Linked DNA regions of Sus scrofa: region 2 is linked to region 1. The links are chromatin contacts, called in public Hi-C maps. All regions are on one chromosome and are shown on one strand. Each heading gives the region's core, a stretch centred on a gene start, on an enhancer-like site or on the middle of the called end of the contact. The rest is flanking DNA. Distances are from core to core; before and after follow the strand shown.

What was found. A called contact is a pair of places that touch in the nucleus more often than the background predicts.
Region 2: a contact with region 1 is called in a Hi-C map of embryonic fibroblasts, with 2.0 times the contacts expected there. The contact joins the promoter of ARL6IP4 here to the promoter of TMED2 in region 1. A contact is called at or near these places in 1 of 5 promoter capture datasets (liver), 2 of 47 Hi-C or Micro-C datasets (embryonic fibroblasts and liver) and 1 of 2 datasets of contacts at active chromatin or transcription factors (alveolar macrophages).

What each region holds. Positions count from the first base shown.
Region 1 is chr14:29,399,084-29,401,783 of Sscrofa11.1, reverse strand. It overlaps TMED2 (transmembrane emp24 domain-containing protein 2), which reads left to right and starts at 1,330. Exons shown (of 6, transcript XM_003359088.4): 1 at 1,330-1,487; 2 at 1,490-1,623. The coding sequence starts at 1,445.
Region 2 is chr14:29,887,152-29,889,851 of Sscrofa11.1, reverse strand. It overlaps ARL6IP4 (ADP ribosylation factor like GTPase 6 interacting protein 4), which reads left to right and starts at 1,382. Exons shown (of 5, transcript NR_033706.1): 1 at 1,382-2,034; 2 at 2,554-2,700.

The sequences.
Region 1 (2,700 bases), core at 81-2,580:
AGGTGGGGAATCAGGAGACCATTACTAGAACTCTGAGTTCGATAACGCATTGTCATAGCCTGGAATCTTCTTTCACAGTACCTGCATCTGTTTATTGACACCTGAGCAGGAAACTGGATATTGGGCCACTACTGCCCCCTATTGTCTGGTAGTCTTTGAAGAAATAATCCTTCAAACTTGCATTGCTTATTCACATAAATGGTATCATCTGATCTTCATGATAACTTTACATGATAAGCATAAAATGTGCTATCACCCCCTTTATACAGATAAGGAAATTTAAGTTCAGAGAGTGATGGAACATAATTAAGGTTACACAACTATGTGTAAAACTGGAGTAACAACCCAGGTCTCCTCATCAGGCCAGTTCAATGAACTTGATGTGTCAACTAACACATCATGAGTGAGATCTTTTGTGACCCTAGGGGAGGGCCTGAGAGAGCAGCATATATGTGCCAAGACTTGTGCCTCATGAGTGACACAGACTGGTAAATAAGTATAACTTAGAGGGTGCAAATCTACCTTGTAAGCACAGAGGAAGGGGCTAGAATTTGGCAGTGGGAGATCTAGGAACATTTCAAGAAGAGGAGAGGTGACATTTGAGTTGGGTTTTGAGGGGTGTGTAGGAGTATGCCAGGAGGCAAAGTGTACAAAAAAATTGTCCCAGTAGCTGGCAAGAGCAATGGGGCCATGGGGGTGGCAACTAGACTCTAGGGAAGTGAGAGAATTCTAACTTTGGAGGATGTAGACAAGGTTTTTTGTTTTCGGTAGTTGTATTATATATACATACAGTGAAATAAGGCGTATTAAGTATACAGTTTCTTTAGTTTTTAAAAAGGCATATGTAAACACTCATGTACCCATCGTTTAGGTGACGATGTAAAACATTTCCAACATCTCAGGAGGTTCTCTCTCGTGCCCTTTCCCAGTCTCTATACCCTTCTCCATCCTTCCTCCGTCGGTTTTTGCGAGGTGAGGGCAGGCTAACATAAATATTAAAGCCCTTGGTTTCAGCTCCATTTCCTCCTTCCACTCCTATTACTGCCTCCAAATCTTCTGCCATCTTTACGGACAATCCTAAGAAGATACTGCACTAGGGGGAGGAGGGTTATTGCTACTGTTTTTTCCTCGTGTGGTCCATGTGAAATTTAAGTTGTAAGCGCGACTGGAGAGAGGAAGAGGACAATGGTTTCTGGTCCTTCGGAGCCACCGTCCAGGCTCGGCCCGCGCGGAGACGCCTTGTCCCTCGGCGGCTGCCGTGCGTCCGTTACGTGGCAGCTGCAGGCGCCCGCCAATCCACGGCGCCCGCATCAGCCCCCTCGGGTGGCGCAGCCGGAAGGGGCGGGGCTGAGGCGGCGGCGGCTGAGAAGGTAGTGGTGGCGGCGGCGGCCACGGCGGCTTTGGAGGCCGCGCTCCCGGTCCTGGCTTCGGCCCCAGCCCCACCATGGTGACGCTCGCTGAGCTGCTGGTGCTCTTGGCCGCCCTCCTGGCACGGCCTCGGGCTACTTCGTCAGCATCGACGCACATGCCGAGGAGTGCTTCTTCGAGCGGGTCACCTCGGGCACCAAGATGGGCCTCATCTTCGAGGTGGCCGAGGGCGGCTTCCTGGACATCGACGTGGAGGTGCGGGCGCGCTGCCCGCGACCGAAGCGGGGTCTTGCGGCCGCTCGGGGGTTGCCGGCGCGCGGGGCCCGCCGGCGCGCGGGGCCCGCGGGGGGAGCGGGACATCGAGGCCACTGTCCGAGTTCTGGGAGGGGCGCTGGCCGCCACCCAGCGACCCTCTAACCTCCCTTTTCCCCGCATCTCCCCGGATTCCGGGCTCCCCACGGGATACGTAACCGTTGCTTGATTGCTTTGGATACTCAGCTTGAATGGCGGGTTCCCCTTGGAACCTCTTGCCGAGCTTTGTCGACCAGGCGCCGCGTGTCAGATCTGGGCCCAGGAGGCGCTTCACAGTCTCGTTTAGCTGGTGGCGGGTCTCGAACGGTCAGCAGCTGCTTTCCTCCATAGTGCAAATTAAAGTTGGCACGTGACATGGAAACTTCTGAAAAAGTAAATCGAAAGCTATTGAGATATGTAGGCAGACGTTCGCGTTGTGTTTTATTTTTCATGGAAATGATCCAGATTACCCGATTTTACGTGAATCTCCTTTACGTGATACCTCGTTTAGCCATCTCCGGCTAGGGGAGTGAGGCTGGTTATGCATTTTAGGTGTAATGACTGCAGCGAAGTGGAGAAAACGGAAAATTATTTTAAGAAGCCAACAGTCTGTAAATTATTTCCTGTGTCTTGTTTTAAGCCAAAAGAATGATTCGCCTCTAACTTTTTTTAGAAAATCAGATGTAATTAATATTTAAAGTCATCCGTTAGCATGATTAATTAGGTCTAAGGATTTTCCATTTGACACTGACCCTCAGCGGAGTTGGGCATAAATTCCACAAAACAAGTGAAATCCAGAAATAAGGAGCTACTGGAAGGACTGACTGTTAAAGTTAGCTGAGAGCTTAAGACACCAGCTATTCCAGTCTACAAGTTTTACAGGTGGCATGGGCTTCATAAGAGAAAGCAACTTGAACAAAGTCTAACAGCTGATATGCAGCAGCCTAGGATGAGAACATGGGTCTCAGAATATCCAATCTAGTCCTTTGTCTTATGTCTTCAGGCATCTCAGATAAAGCAGATTCCTTTACTGGCTGGCAG
Region 2 (2,700 bases), core at 133-2,632, 490 kb before region 1:
GCCAGATCTGTGCCGGGCCGGGGATTGAACCTGTGTCCTGGCACTGCAGAGATGCTGCTGATCCCATTTTGCACCACAACAGGAACTCCCTTAGGTTGGGCTTGTTAGAACCAGAGGCTGAGATGGGGATTCCTGTGCAAGTGGTTTAAGGAGGGAATACTCTCAGAAGAAGGGGAACCAGGATAGGGCAGAAGCAGCTGGGCCAAATGTGGTTTCAAGAAGGATCCAGCTTCAGCCCAATCTTATAGGCTCTTTGCAGCATGAATGGTACCACAGTTTGCCCCCAACATCAGTTAACTGGCTTTAAGGTATTTCAGGGTAGGGAGGGGGTGAGTAACTTCCCAGACATCCATCTCCAGTGGCCAAGGGAGTCGTCCAGAGAAGGGCACAGGTGTGAGGTGTCAGCAGCAAATACCACGGCTTGGGGCGAGTACACCTGTCTACAAAGAGGATTTGGGCCAGCCACCTAAGGCATCTTCTGGATGGTACAGAGGGGTTACTGCAGAGGGATTAAAAGCAGGGACTCTGGAGCCAGACTGCCTGGGTTCTAATTCTGATTCGATCACTTCCACCTGTGACTGTGGGTAAGCCGTGTGACCTCTCTGTGCTTTACTTTCCTCACCTGGTGAGTATGGCCTAGAGTTGTTCTGGGGCCTCATGTTTATAAAGTGATTTTTAACAGCCCTGTGTCTGCTGCTATCATCACTACTGAAGAGTTTGCAACTTGGCCCCAAGACTGGATGAGGCATGTAGCTATGTTGAAATCTTGAGTTCTGACTTCTTAAGGGAGTGGGAAGATCTGGGAACACCAGGCCCCAATCCGTACTGCAGAAATCAGCAGGGTCTCAGCTGTCCCCACTCTAGACAGGCCTGTGGTGCTCTTGATCACAGGGTCCCTTCCTCATTCACTGCCATGATCCCTCTGGTCCTTATGGACGTTTGAGTGCGATCTCTGTATTACTGGGTGGGGACGATGGAAAGACCAAAGCTCTGGAGCTCGCAGCGCGTTGCAGTGGACACATCCGAAGACAATCCAGAAAGGAAAAGCGGCGCGCAGTAGGGTCGCCTTCTTCCCTGGGGCGCCAGGGAGTCTGGGGGTGCTGCAGGCGCGCCGAAAGAACAGCGTTGGGAGAAGCACAGCTGCAGCAAAAGGCCTGCAAACTCCAGGACTGGCGCCAGGCTGGAGAGCAGGTCTCTCGTCTCGGAGCTCCACCTGTAGGCGGAAGCCTGGATGCCCAACTCGCCTCTCCCGTGGTGATCGCGCCAGGTTCCGTTTCTTGGGCTGCCACAGAAACGGAACCTGGGGCTTCAGAACTAAAGGCAACCGCGCCTCGCTTCGCAGCCGGACTGTCTCCCGAGCAGCACCCCCAGACCGGAAGTCACCCAGCAGCCACTTCCTTACTCTAAGGCGCGGTGCAGGGCAGGTGGTCCGGCCAAATGGACGGTTGAGGCGGGAGCGGAGCAGCTTCGGAGACTTTCTTTAAGGCGGCAAGGCTGCGGAGGGCGCGGGGTGGAGGGTAGGAGTACGCGGAAAGGAATAAAGAACTCACCTGGCAGCTGAGGAACACTGCCGTTCCTAGGGCTCCTGAACTGGATCGCGCAGGCGTGGAGCGTCCGGGCGGGGGCGGGCCCTTAAAGAGGCCGCTGCGGAGAATCCAGGAGCCCGCCGAGAATCTGGGATACCTGGGGGCGAGGGGCGGGTGCGGGTTGTGCGATTGCATAGATCCCCTCATATCCCTGCCCCGGGTGGTGACGGGTATCGATCCCTAGAGGACCAGGTTCTGAGTAGAGCCGCTCTTGGAACCCAGTCTGCGGACCGGCCCAGGGACCCCCAGTTTAAGCGCGTCTCCCCGCCTCCAGCCCACGGCGCTATGGCTCACGTCGGCTCTCGCAAGCGCTCGAGGAGTCGCAGCCGGTCCCGGGGCAGAGGGTCGGAAAAGAAAAGGAAGAAGAGCAGTAAGGACGCTCCCAGGAGCTGCTCGGCTTCTAGATCCCAAAGCCGCAAAGCCAGCACTACCTCCTCTGGGGCGGAGGGTGAGAACCAGAGGGAATGGGAAAGGGGTGAGGGAACTTCATGGAGGAAGTTGCAGGCAGCTGGGCGGGCTTTTCCGGACTGGCTTTGGGAAAATTGCAGAGAGCACTATTCAAAGGAGGACCCAGAGTGTAGATCCTGGGTATCTGGATTGAAGGATGCTCAGAATCCAGCGGCTGGACCAGCCCATTGAATACTGAGTGAAAGGAGCACTTAATCATATCTTTGGTGCAGCTGGGCGGGAGATGTGGGGGCTGGTTGCCCTGCTCCTGGGTGGTCAGTGACTTGGCAGCCCAGAAAGTGCCTCTCCACAGGGTGCTGATCCCTTTTCTGGAAAGCCCTGCCCGAGGGCTTCATGCCTCTGGGGTCAGCCTGAGCCTGCTACAGGCCAGAGCAAGGGGACGAAGGTTTACTTCTTCCCCTCCTGGCCTTCCAGCCTCACCTTCTCCATGCATCACAGAGAGAAGCAAGCACAAGGCCCGGAGGAGACCACGATCCAGCTCTTCCTCCTCTTCTTCCAGTTCTTCTAGCTCCTCTTCCTCCTCGTCCTCCTCCTCTTCCTCCAGCGATGGCCGGAAGAAGCGGGGGAAGCACAAGGACAAGAAGAGGAAGAAGAAGAAGAAAAGGAAGAAGAAGCTGAAGAAGAGAAGCAAGGAAAAGGCCAAGGT